2 separate regions of the Mus musculus genome follow, and region 2 is linked to region 1. A link is a contact called in public ChIA-PET data. All regions are on one chromosome and are shown on one strand. The core of a region is the stretch at or near the end of the contact, and the rest is flanking DNA. Distances in the headings are between cores, read along the strand shown. Region 1 has its middle 18 kb from the start of Gm30108. Region 2 holds the start of Ap3m1 (adaptor-related protein complex 3, mu 1 subunit).

Evidence for each region. ChIA-PET counts read pairs in DNA pulled down with a chosen protein or histone mark.
Region 2: an RNA polymerase II ChIA-PET map of memory CD8 T cells shows a contact between it and region 1, with 23 read pairs. The contact joins the promoter of Ap3m1 here to the enhancer-like site in region 1. A contact is called at or near these places in 1 of 39 promoter capture datasets (the 3T3-L1 cell line), 4 of 15 datasets of contacts at CTCF or cohesin (the G1E-ER4 cell line, embryonic stem cells, large pre-B cells and 1 more), 2 of 484 Hi-C or Micro-C datasets (embryonic stem cells and muscle stem cells), 7 of 115 datasets of contacts at active chromatin or transcription factors (the 230-238 cell line, DN3 thymocytes, astrocytes and 3 more) and 3 of 9 other capture datasets (adipose tissue, liver and pancreatic islet).

The regions. Positions count from the first base shown.
Region 1 is chr14:20,808,773-20,816,355 of GRCm38.p6, reverse strand. No RefSeq gene overlaps it. Among named protein-coding and RNA genes, the nearest start is that of Gm30108, 18 kb to the right of the region's middle. Within about 2 kb of position 4,880, at least 41 of the 459 cell types and tissues checked have an H3K27ac peak or open chromatin away from gene starts, as enhancers often do. A contact at or near this core is called in memory CD8 T cells, where this site is marked.
Region 2 is chr14:21,048,848-21,056,430 of GRCm38.p6, reverse strand. It overlaps Ap3m1 (adaptor-related protein complex 3, mu 1 subunit), which reads left to right and starts at 3,989. Exons shown (of 9, transcript NM_018829.4): 1 at 3,989-4,291. Adk (adenosine kinase) reads right to left here and starts at 3,857. Exons shown (of 11, transcript NM_134079.4): 1 at 3,731-3,857. The coding sequence starts at 3,792.

The DNA of each region.
Region 1 (7,583 bases), core at 3,631-6,130:
TTAGGTCTCTGAGTTATCTAGTCCCTGTTTCTTGGTCACCAAGCATTATAGATAAAGGTTTTGTGGCCAGTTTGGTGTTTACATTTCCCTTTTGGTGGCCTACAGTGTATCTTCCCATACCAAGGATACTAGGATGTAGATGTGACAGTTCTAAGTAGGCACCAGCTTACCCCTTCATGGTCACTGAGTTGTATGGGTGCTGTCTTCAGCAATGGGTTCTTGCTGTCAGTTTCTGGAGAGTAAGCTATTGTCTTGGCAACAGCCTGGGTTGTTTGGGGATTTCCACAGCACCCACTTTGTCCAACAACTTAATTGGATATAACCAAGCCCCAGTACTGGAAGTTTCATTTGATGACAAGAGATGGCCAGTTGGGACTCCACCTCCCCAGTATTTGGAGACTTCATGAGGATTGCCTTCATGTATTTTAGAAAGTTTCTACTGCACTGGGTTTCCATACCACCCCTCAAATGTGTCTCAATTCTAGCTTTCTCTCCCCACATTCCCTCTCTCAGCCCGGCTTCCCCCACTCCACTCCCCACCTGATTGGCCCATTCCTATCCCCCCTCTGCCTCAAGTCTTCCAATAAAATCTATTCTACTTTATGAGGGCTATTCTTATTCCAGCTACTTGTTACACAGTGTTAAGAATGACACCCAGGGCCCACGCACAGTAGCTGAGCTTCCACTAACTGAGGTCTGTCCCTAGAAGAGCCATTGTTTTCTAAGAAAGTGATGGGGAGGGAGAAGATGGCTTAGTCAGTGTAGAACCTGCAAGCATGAAAATCTGAGTTTGGATCCTTAGCCCACATAAAAAGCAGATCTTTTTCCTGTGACAACCTGACCATGTTTTGGGAAGAACTGTGGAAGGACTTTGGAAATTTGGGCCAGAAGATCCATTCGCTGTTAAGAACTCTGTGAGATGTTGTGTAGGAGCTTGGAAGATAATGTTGAGAAAAGTGCAGAAAAATGGAGGCCTGGCTTGTGAAATTTCAGAGGGGAAAATTAAAGACTCTTTTCAGGGCCATTGCTATTTTGGATTGTGAAGATTCTGTGGTTCTGGTTAGCTGGGGCTGAAGAATCAGCTGTGATTAACAAGATACCAGAACTACTAAAGCAAAACCTTTGCATTACTGGGACTATTGATGCTGGTTAGCTGGAGCTAAGAAATTAGCGGTGATTAAGAAGAGACCAGCATCATTGAGGTGACATCTTCTGGGAAGTGTTTTCTGAGAGTACAGAGGCTGTGTTCCAGAGATAGCCAAGGTTGTACCTTGTGCTGTGGCTGGACTTGGTAATGTGTAAGAGTTACCCAGGTGGTACTGGTTTTGAAGGCATGAGGGGGTCACGCTGAGGCTCAGCACTGTGAGGGGCCATGGAAGGTCATTGGTGAAGGTGCAGCCTCAGTTGCAATTGACGGCCCAGGACTGAAGGGGTCATGCAGTGTTTTGGAGATGCCAGTACCATGAGATGACCACCAAGAGCAGCAGCAGTGGAGTACTGGCATCTGGAGCCTAGAGGATGACACATGTGCTACAAAGGGCATGGCTGGAGAAGTGACCCAAGCCCTTGGAGGAGCCCAGAAGATTGTGAGTTGGATCCCAGACATTGGACGGTTGAAGATTGATTTTTGCTTTTGATTGTGATTGTGCCCTAATATTTTGCCTTCTTGAAGGAAGAAAATATTTTAGTGGATTCCACAGTTAAGAGACTTTTAATTGTAAAAAGACTTTGGATTTTAAAAAATATTGGACATTTTAATGGGGTTGGCTTTTAATATGTAAAGACTGTGGGACTTTTAAAGTTGTTTAGATCTTGGGGATGAATAAGAAATTAAGGGTTGAGGCTTACTAGTGATGTGTTTGTGTGTCAAGTTGACAAGGGGTCAATTGTACTGTCTAGTTTTGTGTCAACTTGACACAGCTGGAGTTATCACAGAGAAAGGAGCTTCAGTTGAGGAAATGCCTCCATGAGATCCAACTGTAAGGCATTTTCTCAATTAGTGATCAAGAGGGGAAAGGCCCCTTGTGGGTGGGACCATCTCTGGGCTAGTAATCTTGGTTCTATAAGAGAGCAGGCTGAGCAAGCCAGGGGAAGCAAGCAAGCCAGTAAAGAACATCCCTCCATGGCCTCTGCATCAGCTCCTGCTTCCTGACCTGCTTGAGTTCCAGTCCTGACTTCCTTGGTGATGAACAGCAGTATGGAGGTGTAAGACGAATAAACCCTTTCCTCCCCCCACCCAAAAAAGCAGATCTTTAACCCCAGCACAGAGAAAGAGTGTGAGACCAGCATATTCATCAACCGGTCTAGCTGGAGCTCCTGGTTCAGTGAGAGACCTGCCTCAAAGCCTACAGTGGAGAGCAGAAAAGGAAGACCTCTAAGTAGAACTCTGGCCTCCATATGCACCCCACACATGTGCACCCCAACATGCTTGTGCACACACCTATCTATGCAGTCACATAAACATCTGCACAACACATACACATATGTGAAAGGAAAATACGTGTTAGTGAAGACAGTGAGACACTGGAATCCTGTGCATTGTTGGTGGGATGGAAAGTGGTGTAGTCACTATGGAAAACAGCTTTATGGACCCTCAGAAAGCTAACCCTAGAATTACCATGTGATAGAATGTACTCACCCAAAAGAGCTGAAATCAGGGGCTCAGACAGACATGCTCACAACATTATAATTCCCAGTAGCCAAAAAGCAGAAGCAATCAAGATGTCTAAGGACAGGCGGCTAGGCAAAATGCAACATATGCATGCATGGAATATCATGTCAGCTGATATAGGAAATTTGTACATATACTACAATATAGACGGCTTTTGAAGGCATTATCTTAAGTGAAATAAACCAGACCCATGATGCTGTTCATTATGAGATACCTTGAGTAAACAAATGTGTAGTCAGTGGATGGTGCCGCACAGGGGTGGGGTGGGGAGAGGATTGATATTTATGAGTGCAGACCTTCTATTTTCTATGATGAAAATGTTCTAGAGCTACAGAATGGGGTGATTGCTTGCATTTAATGCTAATGAAGTGTGCATTGACTTTCATATACTTATTTATTTACTTCGTGTGTGAGTGGCACTTTTATAGCACAGTATGCACTCACAATATCAAACATAGATGGCCAGGCTTGGCAACAAAGGCATTAACCACTGAGCCATCTCACTGTGTACCTTTAAAATAGTTTAAAGGGGGCCAGTGAAATGGCTCAGCAGGTAGAGGCACTTGCTACCATGCCTGAGTATAATGCCCGGGACCCACAGGCTAGAAAGAGAGAGCTGACTCCCAAAAGTTATTCTCTGACCTCCACACATGCAGTGCCATGTTGCCCCATAGCCCTCAAAGGATTATATTTTAAAATGGGATAACATTTTTAAAATGGTTTAAAGGTTAATAAAGTAGTTTCAGATGATCTCATAGAGCACTCCAGGCTGGCCTCTAATTCACCATACCTCCTGGCTCAGTCTCCTAAGTGTTGAGCCACACCATCTGGAGAAAAAGAAACTTTTTGTTGTTTTTATGTCCTACTACAGTATAAACAAACAAACAAGATTCAAGTTACATATTATTCTACCATCAAAAAAGCCACAAATAAATAAAAGTCCACAACAGGAGAATCCACTGGGCTCTGAGAATGAGATGTAAGGATTCGGGACACGAGAAACCATCAGCAAAGACACAGAAACATAACTTAGGATGAAGACCAAGAAACCTGTCCCGAATACAAAGGGATAAAGTATGAGGTCAGGTATAAAAGACAAAGAAGTTGACCCAAATGAAGGTCTGTAAAGAGATAAGGCTGAGGGGCTGGCAAGATGGTAAGGGTACCAAGTATAATGACCTGAGTTTGATCCCCTGGCCCCACAGGGTGGAAGGAGAGAACTGACTATTGCAATGGGTCCTCTGACCTCCAAATAGAGGGTGTGTGTGTGCTTCTTGGTGGCAGAGTGCTTGCCTCATGAGTTTGAGCCCCTAAGTTCAGATGGAAGCATGGCAAAATGAAATAAAATAACTTTAATTTTCAGACTTTTTCTTGGGCATCCATACTGCTAAGTTCTTCTTGTGTTACTAAATCGCACACAGTGCTGGGAGTTTGTAGCTCTGATTTATAGATAGGGAACCACACAGTGATAGAGGCCAGGGGGCGTGACCAAGGTTGCACAGCAAGAGAGAGGTGACTCAGAGGTTAAATCCAAGTGTTTCTGACAATTAGTTGATTGATTGGTTAATTTAGAGGCAGGATCTCAAGAATGCTAGGCTAGCCTGGAGCGTGCTGTGTGGTTGAGGCTGTTCTGACACTCTTCTTTCTTGTTTCTACCTTCAAAGTGCTGGGATTACAAACCGACACCCCGTTTACAAGATATTGGGATATTTGGTGTTGAGCAACTCTACTGAGCGAGTTACACTCCAGTTCTCTTGCTAACTTAAATGGCAATGTCGTTCTTGTCAACTTTTGCAAGGAAAGAGAATGAGGTGACAGGAAGCAGCTAGGGGTCTGGATCCTTTTCCAGCTATGTTCCCAGACAAGCATGGTGGCACACACCTGTATTTTCATCACTCAGGTAAGAAAGGCAGGTGGATTGCTTCAAGTTTGAGACAAATCTGGTAGCCTGGTTATATAGTGAAATCCTGTCTCAACTTCCGCCATCCTCACCCCTAATGTGTGAATATCAAACACACACACACACACACACACACTCTCTCTCTCTCTCTCTCTTTCTCTCTCTCTCTCTCTCTAACTCTCTCTCTCTCTCCAACCATGTTCCCACCATACTTTTAAGCCACAATGCCAAATTCTGGAGTATTGTGTTTGATCACCAAATTTAGGTCAAAAATGAGTCAAGCGTTGGTAGGACTGACTCACTGTGGTGTCTGCCGGCTTTAAAGGCAGACAGGAAGGCAACCGTGGGCTGACCACTGCGCAGTGGCTTAAGGTCCTACAAGTGTCCCATCACATGTCCTCTGAGTGCTAAGAATGGAAATTCTCGTGCCTGTGAAAGAAAATATCCATCTTAAGTCTCACCTGCAAGTCAGACTGCAAGCCCCGCCTCTTCTCCTTTCTCTACACTCTGCCGCATTTCCTTTTTATTTTTAAGACAGCGTCTTTGACCAGACTGGCCCCAAACTCTACACATAGCTGAGGTGGCTCTTTCATTTCTATCCTCCTGCCTCCATTTTCCAAGTGCTGGGTTGTAAGCACGTGTCACAGTACCCCATATCTGAGAAGATGGTGGCTGAACTATGGATTTCCTGATTGCTGAGCATGAACTCTGCCAACTGAGCTATGTCCTCAGCCTTATCACTTAACTTTTTTCACATATTTATTTACTTCAGTGTGTGTGTGTGTGTGTATGCATGTGCGTGAGAGTGTATGTGTGTGTGTGTGTGGGGGGGGAGAGACAGGATTTCACTATGTAACCAGGCTACCAAATTACTCTCAAACTTGCAGCAATCTCCCTGCCTTTGTTACCTGAGTGATGGAATTATAAGTGTGTGTGACCATGCTTGGCGGAGAACATAGCTGGATAAAGATCCAGACCCTTAGCTGCTTCCTGTCACCTCATTCTGTTTCCCTGCAAAAGTTGAAGAGAGCCAGGCAGTGGTGGTGCATGGCTTTAATCCCCGCACTCCAGAAACAAGGCAGAGGCGGAGGCAGAGGCAGAGGCAGAGGCAGGCAGATCTCTGTGAGTTGATCGCCAGCCTAGTCTACAGGGTGAGTTCAAGGACTCTGGAATTGAATAACATATTTTACAATAAGTTTTATTATCTCACATGTAGAATGGGGGTGATTATATAGTTTTAAGTGGTAAGTGAGATTACACATGGAAATGCTCTATAGCTGGACTAGGGATATACTTAGCAGAGAGCTCAGCAGGCATGCATGAATCACTCTGGTTCAATGGCATTCACAACATAAAAATAAACATGAGGATATAAGCCTGTAATCCCGGCACTTAGGAGGTAGGAGCAGGAGGATCAGAAGTTTGGGGGCATCCTTGGCTACACTGTAAGTGAGTTTGAGGCCAGCCTGGAATATGTACATGTGCTCCTGTCTCTACACAAATGAAGGAAGGAAACAAACACAAATTAATCAAAGTTTTTAAGTTTGGAGTTCAAAGTAGCCATTGAGGCAGATTTTTCTTTTGGGTTAAGAGTTCTATTAGAAGAGTTATTGCAGCCACAGATAGACAGGCAGACAGTAACATGACAGGTTCTCTGAGGAGAGGCTAGACCCACATGACAGAGTGGCAGTCTCTTATTACATCTTTCACAGGAAAGGAAGGGTGAGAAAGAGGTTAAAATCTTTCTGGTTTAGCCCTCAGTTGGTTTTTTTCTTTAACAGGAAGTGGTAAATTCCACACTGCCAGATGGTGGATAACCTCTCTCTTGGATGGCCAGTACTGGGTCTCAAAGAATCTAGAGAAACAAGTTACTTAAATTCTGGAAATCAAATGGTCTTAGCTTCCATAACTCTCACTGTCCACCTTTACAAAATGGTGTCACCCTGGCTAACACTTAGTTGAGATTCTTCAGCATCAGAAACAAAGATGTACCTGGGTTAGGTAAGACAAGGCTAAGTCAAGATGGGACCCAAGCCGTACATGGTGCGCACACCTTTAATCCCATCATGCAAGAGGGAGAGGCAAGCAAATCTCTGAGTTCCCTATAGAGCGAGTTCCAGCCGTGGTGGTCAAACTCAAGGTTGGGAGTTGAGTTGAAGTTTTGGGTGAGAACAGAGGGTTATCAGCAGCAAGGTCATGTAGGGGTTGGGTTAGGCTTTGTTCTGGGATAGAAACTCAAGCTGAGATGCAGCACTGTCTGAGGCCTGAGGCAAAAGAGCAGTTTCCTGAAGTGACTCAGAAACAGCTGTCCTTCTCCAGGGAAGGCTCCAATCCAGTGATCTTGGTTAGAAGAAAAAGAGAACGTGGGGTTTAACACATTTTAAGAGATCTTTACAAGAATAGGGCCTTCAAAGAACAGTTTCATTGCCTCTTCTCCTTCATTTGCCTCCCCCACTCTGGGAGATAACTAAGTTAGGATGGCTGTCAGCATCTTGCACAAATCTGGTCCTTATAGCTTTGATCATGCCCACTATATTCATCACCATCCTTCATCCATCATCATCCATCTTCCCATCCAAGTACTTAGTAGTCATTAAGTACTTACTATGCACTCCGTTATGTCTGGTACTTTGCTAGGTTTGGGGAATTGCTTTAGTTTCTGTAACTGTCAAAGTTCAACCAAAATGGAAGTGCTTTGCAAAATGGTGTCACCCCAGCTAAGAAAGAAGTGTGTTGCTTGCCCTGTTGGACAGACAATAAGATGAGTTCCCAGCTGTGTTTATATGTATTTGTGGGAGTGATGGTAAATTTTAAAATCAGTTCAAGAGAAATGTTGTAAAATTAAGCCATGTATGGTGACACAAGCCTGTAGTCCCTGCCCAGGGAAGATGGAAACAGGAAATTCAGGGGTTCAAGGTCATCTTTGGCCACAGAAAGACTTCAAACAGGGGACCTTGACTCAAAAAGCAAAGCAAAAGAAAAACTAATAACAAAAATATTAGAAAACTATTT
Region 2 (7,583 bases), core at 2,740-5,239, 240 kb before region 1:
CCGCCTTCAGAATAATTTCCCTGTAAAGGCAAACTCCTTACTTCCCACCTAGTTAGCTTCTAGTCAGGTTAATAATGATCACCTTGTATTTTTCACAAGTTCCGCTTAGTTCACAGGAGTAGACTAGCACCTGGATCTTACCTTTTTCTTTCTCCATACTCAGTTCCTAGCACAGTGCCTGAAATAGCACACACTTGAAAGACAGACCGAAAGAACAGACTGGGCATGTGTTCAACACTACTTGGAAGATGCTGTGTCTTCTTAGAGGTGACCCCTGAGGCAGTGAGCTTGGCTAAGATTTCCAAAGCAGAGAAAAGAAAATTGAGTAGTCCTTGTGTAAATGTCTGATACTCAGTTTCTTTCTCCTCAAATGAAAACATGTTACAATCTGATTCTTTGAAATCTTAGCAACTTCCAGGCCCTGAAAAGCAAGCAGCTTAACAAATGGTAAAGAATAAGAAAGGAAAAACTCTTGTCAGATGGGCCTCCCAAAGCAGTTTCTCACTCTCAACAATCCTGACAGTTTTAGCCTGACAATCTCGATCACAGAGGGATTTCTTCTGTACTGATAAGATGCCCAGAAACACCATTATGCATTGGTCGGAGCATCATGATGGGAGACCAAACAAGGAAATCTCTACAGCTGTCAGATGTTGTGGTTTACAAAGGGACTCACTATATAACCTTGGTTGACCCGAGCCTGCCTCTGCCTCTGCGTCCAAACTGCAGGGATTAAAGACATGGGCCACCATGCCAGCTTTTCGCTTGTTTTAAATCACATTTAGTTGTTTGTTTATTGTCTGTGTGCGTGTATAAGTGCATACCAAACGGGCTGTCTTAGTAAGGGTTCATTGCTGTGAAGAGACAGCATGAGGACGGCAACTTTTTTTTTTTTTTTTGGTTTTTCGAGACAGGGTTTCTCTGTATAGCTCTGGCTGTCCTGAAACTCACTTTGTAGAAATCCGCCTGCCTCTGCCTCCCAAGTGCTGGGATTAAAGGCATGCGCCACCATGTCCGGCTGAGGACAGCAACTCTTATAAAGGAAACATTTAATTGGGGCTGGGTTTCGGAGATTTAGTCCATTATCCTCATGGTGGGAAGCATGATGGTGTACAGGTGGGCACAGTGCTGAAGGAGCTGAGAGTCCGATTCTTGATCCATAGATGACAGAAGAATCCTTATTGCACTATGCCTAGCTTGAGCATAGTGAGACCTGAAAGCCATAGTGACACACTTCCTCCAATAAAGCCACACCTACTCCAACAAGGCCATACCTCCTAACAGCACTACTTATTATGGGCCTAGCATTCAAACAGGTAAGTCCATGAGGACCATTCCTATTGAAAGCACCACATGGGTCCTGGATCTGGATTAACACAGGTCATTAGGCTTGGCAGCAAGCACTTTTCCTCTCTGAGCCATCTCACCAGCATCTTTAAACTTTACTCCACTCCCCTACTCCACCAAAATTATCACCAAGTTTTGCTAAATGTTTCGTCTAAGATAAAATTCCCCAAGTTAAAAATCACTTCCTAGGCTGGAAGGATGGCTCAATGGTTAAGAGCAAACTGCTCTTTCAGAAGAGCTGATTGGGCTCCCAGCACCCACGTCAGATGGCTCATAACTGATTCTCTTCAACTCTAGATCCAGGGCATACAAAGCCCTCTTCTGGCATACATGTGACACACATTCACACAAACACACACACATACACATAAATAAAAATAAGAACTATTTTCCTAAAGATAACTGACAACTCACAAATTCCTAAATTCTTTTCCTAATATCTATAAATGCTTTTTACTAATTTATATGTTCTCCACTGACGAATTCTATACATTAAACTGTGCCTACAATTTATGCTGTTTTCTCTCACAGTTAAACAAAATTGGTAGAAATCTCTTAACTGCCAGGAAAATCATAGAGCAATTCAGCCGAAATGCATTATCATTCAGCAATCCTAACTAACAAAGGGAGGAACAGTCTACTCAAAGGTCTCTGCATAAAATTAAAGAATCCATACAGTCAAAATCTTTTAACTTCACCTGTGCAGAAAGCAATAGGTTAGCATTATGGAAAGTGAATTTTATTCCTCTAAATTATCTACAATTTTAAATAGACAGATATGTATATGGCTCTTCATTTTTGGTAAAATTGAGATAATTATAGAAATGGTCTTATCAGGTTGGTTTGGATTTGAGTTAAAATACGTAGAATGCAGAAACAGCACCTGGCATATACATATCTAAGTATTAATCATTACCATGGATCATTTTTAAAAATGCATACTCGAATAGAAGCATGTCTTGGATGTTGTGTAAACACACTAGAACCAAATAATAAACTTGAATCCTGATGCCCAGGGTTCGAATTTTCCTTTCTTAAATGTTTTCTTTGAGCTTCAATATCCTCACCTGTAAAATAAGGTTAATCCCTGCATTTCTTTCATGGAGGCTTCTTTATACCGTTACTTCAGATGGTAAGCACTGTTAAAATGGATCATCATAATATATAAAGTATCATTTTTATTAAAAGAAAATCTAAGGAGACAGTATGCGTTTATTCAGTGGGCGGGGCCAGAGGACAACAGAAGAACAGAATAGGTTCACTCCGTCCACCACGTGTGTCCTGGAGTCTGACTGAACTCAGGTCATCCGACTTGGCAGCAAATGCCCTTATCTGCTGAGCCATCTCACTGACCCAGATAATCTAAAATTTAAAATAAAACATCCTCAGTTTTTTGGTTGTTTTTTTTTTAATGTTTTACGTTTGTGGTATTAGACATGCACAATAACCTTCTAAGAATAATAGGCACTAAATAAACCCACTAAAAGGGACCTGCTCAGACCCATTCCACCAAGAACATGATTTGGGACCCCCCAACTTTCCTTTTCAGTTGTGAATCAATTCTCCTTTTGAACATGGAAAAAATATGTTGAAATAAATGGAATTTGCCTTGTATAATCAGTAACAGGCCCACGGTTTTAAATCAGTTTGATGCGTCTATTTTTAGGTAGCAAAATCACTGCCTTCCAATGAGCACTTCAAAGTCATCAGACACTGAGCGCGCTGGACTTTATACTTATTAGGAAGAAATTTTTTTTAAAAAAACGAACGGCTTTTTGTAAATGAAAGTTGCAACATCAATTGTGCGTCAGGTGTTGGGAGAGAGAGCTCTCCGCTCCTGCCAAATATGCAAAGGGGAAAAAAAGAAAAACAAACAAAAACTTTCCTAACCTAAGCCTGAGGTTGCTTGGGGGTCCCATGAAGGGGGTCTCCAAAGATGATTTCAGAAAGCTGACGGAAAACTCAAAACGCTCTTCTGCAACGCCTTCTGAAGAATTCCAAGAATGTTATCTTTTACCAGGGTCCAGGAGGCGCCGGGCGCCTTCCCGCTAAATACCCTAGGAAAGGATGCAGCTCCAGATAGGTCCTTTGGGGTCGCGCTAGCGCGGCCCGCGAAGACAAGCACGTGGCGCCAGAGGAAGGCTCGGCCCCCGGGCCAGCAGCTCTGATTGGTCAGTGGCTGCCAGGGCCGAGAATGCACCTGAGCAGAGTCCAGAACAAGAGGGCACTGAGGGGAACAGCAGCTACGCGGGCAACTCCCCGAGCTGCAGGTCCAGCGCGTTGGCCCCACGAACGCAGCCACCAACCAGCTGCGCCAGCCCACGTGGGCCTTGGCTCACTGCGAGTGCCATCTCCCTCCTCCCCCACGTAGGGCAGCTCTCACCTCAGCGCTTGTGGCGCTTCCACCTTGAGCTTTTTGGGCTTGGGCTCGTCCGCAGCTGCCATCTTCACACTCTCACCGTAGTTTGGCTCTGCCGCGCGTCCCGCCCCTCAGTCCGGTGGCCCCGCCCCTCAGCTCGTCACCGCCCCCTTTCCACTAAGCCCCGCCTCTCCAAGCTCCGCCCAATCCGTGACTCTAGTCCATAACCATTGGCTCTACGCGCTTCCCTACAGGACCTCGATTACTACGGTAAGGGACCCCAAACGGAGTTAGGCTGCGGGTGAGCGCCTGCGCTCAGGGAGTGCCAACCTCCCCGTTCCTTCAGCCCCTGAGTAATGTGGAAGAGTCAGATCTTCAACCTCTGTAGACACCGAGCCTCTCACTGAACGCCGTTCCGCTCGTTGTGTCTATCTAGTCCAGCCGACCTCCTTGGTGCCTCTGCGGCTGCTAGTCAGGCAATCTGCTGGGCACTCCGAGCGCGGGGTCCTCGCGGCATTCTCTGCTGCTTCAGCTGCGGTGCAGAGAGGACCCGGCACCGAATCACTGAGTCGCCCAGGTGTCGGGGTGAGTGTGAGGGCGGGGAGTCTCCGGGCTGGAGACCTCTCCAAAGCCGGGGAGTAGACCGCATAGCTCCGGCTCGGGACTCTAGCCTGGGCTCCAGGAGCGTCCCCGCTGCTGTGCACCGGGGCCGCGCCTGCCCGGCACGTCCGGGCTTTCTAGCCAGCTGGGCCGGAAGGGAGCGGTGCACCTGCCACGTAGGGTTCTCGGACCCTGGACCCCAGGCACGGGAAATGTCATCTATAGTGAGGTGCAGTACCGACGACTTGAATTTGTAGGACCCCAGGTTTGGCCTTGGAGGGCAAGTCCCCTGAAGAAGCTAAGAACGCTCTCTTTATAGGGTGGCGCCTGCGTGAGCTGGCCTGGGATGGGGAAACAGTGAGTAGGGTGTTGCAGCTTCTCAGGAGACAGGTGACAGGGCTGTAAACTAAGAAGGTGGCCTGGAGAATGGAAACATAATGAGGGGTGGGCTGATTGGATGCAGTGGATTTGTTTGATATTGAAGCTTTAACTTCCTAGTTGAGAAGTTGAGTCACTGTAAAAATCCGGCGTTCTCGCGGGGAAAGAATTTTTTTTTTTTTTTTTTGGTGGCATTTGGGATTTTGACTTGAAAACACATTACACAGAAGAAAAGGAATTTTCTGCAGGCAAATATATAAATCCTTCCTCTGTATTGAAAGAAGAAAACGTGCCCCCCTTTTGAGAGAGTCCCACTGCTATTATCGTCTGTTTCTCAGTGTCTTCCTGGTTTTTAAACATTTTTTTTTTACATTTATTTGTTTGTTGTATGTGTGTTGCATGCCACAATATACATGTAGAATTCAGAGACCAACTTCTGGGCCACAATTCTCTCCTTCCACCATGAGGGTCTTAGTGCTCAAACTCAGGTCCTTAGGCTTGCTAGCAGACACCTTTTTTGATGAGCCATCTCAGTCTCCTTATCTTTGTTTTACCTACTTGCTGCTTTTAGCTAAGAACCACACTGCTATGCCGTTGCCAACATCCTACTGAGTTATCACTAAAATTACTTTAACCAACATCACCCATCACATCAAATATGACAATCATATATTCTCGGTATAGATTTAAAAAAAAAAGTCTTGGAGCTGGAGAGATGGCTTGTCAGTTAAGAGCACTAGATGCACTTTTGATGAACCAGGTTCAATTCCTGGCCCTCACACAGTGGCTGACAACTGTCTGTAACTCCAGTCCCACGGGGATCCTACTCCCCCTACTGGCCTTCTTGGGCACTGCACACTCAGTGTACAGATACATATGCAGACAGAGCACCCATACAAATACAATAAAAACTTAAAGAAAAAAAACAAAACTACTTGCGAATCAGAAAAGTTAACCCCCTTTTAATGCATAAGACATAGATATATTTTAAGTAGGCATGTGTTTTGGGGTTTTTTTTTTTTTTCTAATTTGTGTGGGAGATGCTGCAGAGAACCCAAGTTCAGGTCTTAACAACCAATAACTCCAGGGAATCTGATGTACTTTTCTGGCCTCTGCAAGTACCTGCACTCACATGACATATACAAACAGAAATACATACAAAATTAAAGTTTAAAAAACTTGGGTTGTGAGCTGCCTGAGATGGGTGCTAGGAACTGAACTCTGGTCCTCGGCCGAAGCAGTAGATGGTTTTAATCCCACCCCCTGTATCTCCAGCTTTAAGGGATCCACTGTCCGCTCCTGGTCCTCATGGACCTGCATTTACATGCACAAACCCACACTCAAATACACATAATACACATCTAAATTATTGAAAAAAAAAGTCTTATCAAACAGTCTGTAGGGAACAGTATGATTTGCTGAGGGTAAAAGACTGGAAATGTTAGATCATTGGTGGCCAGCAGTCATGGCATATGCCTTTAATCCCAGCACTTGGGTGGTAGAGGCAAGCAGACTCTTGTGTTAGAGGCCAGCCTGGTCTACAGAGTGAATTCCAGGACAGCCGAGGTTACACAGAGAAACCCTATCTTGAGAATAAAAAGGAAAATTTTAAAAAGGAAAATTGTAAAACATTTTTTGATATTTATTTTTATTACTTGTTTATTATTTGGGGTTTATTTTTATTATTTGCATTATTGTATGTGTTTGTATGTGGGTATGTGCACATGAGTGCCATGCCCATAGAAACAAAAGGCAATAGATCCCCTGGAGCTGGAGTTATGATCTGCCTGACATAGGTGCTAAGATTGAATCTGAGTGCTTTGTTTGTTGAGTTAGGGGTTCAGTTTTGTTTTGTTGTTGTTGTTGTTGGGGGTATGTTTTGTTTGGTATTTTGTTGTTGTTGTTGTTGGTTTTTCAAGACAAGATTTCTGTGTGTAACCACCCTGGCTGTCCTGGAATTCCCTTTGTAGACCAGGCTGGGCTGGAACTCACAGATGTCCCCCTGCCTCTTCCCTTGAAGAGCAAGGTATTTGGCACCAAGCCCAGCATAATCTGGGTCTTCCGTAGGAGCATGTACATGCTCTTAATCACTGAGTCATCTCCAATCTGAGAAAACCACTTCTACTCATCCTTTTAAATCTTCACAGCTTCACTTCTGTGTGGCATTCCCCTAGAAATGCATAAATATGCTTCAGATACTAAAATTCTCCAATACACTTCAGATACTAAAACCCTTCCCCATTTTTAAAATTCTGCTTCAGCTCCATCTTAGGCTTTTTTTTTTTTTTTTCCTTTTTTAGTTCCGCTTCCTTGCTATTCAAATACTGGCTTTTTCTTTCATATATGTTCCTTGCTATGTTCATAATTTATTTGGATATAACTCCTTATAATACCCATTAACAACATATCAGTCTCTTTGAAGGACTAGACTCAATCAAATACAGTGATTGAATGTACTCAGTTGAGTCAAATATATTAGGAATTGGGTCAAATTATGTATGACCAGGACTAACTATTTCAGCTGTCTTCTTATTTCTGTACAACATACCCAGACTTAAATACATTTTTTCTTAAAGCTTGTCCAAATCTCATTGTATATTTTACTCCATTCTCTTGTTAACCTTCTAGTACAGGCTCCTACTAGGGCAGTGCCTGAGAAGGCCAGAAGAGGGCACTGGACCCCCTTGGACTAGAGTTAAAGACAGTTGTAAGGGTGTCAAGCCTTGTCCTCTAACCTGCCAAGCATCCATCTCTCCAGCTCTGATCCATCACTCATCTCTTAACTGGTGTCACATAATTTGGTGACTTCTTATCCAATTTCCATAGTATAATTAGTATAATCTCTCCAGAAATGTAAATCAGATTTGCATATTTTCTCTCAAAATAAAAAATTAAATAA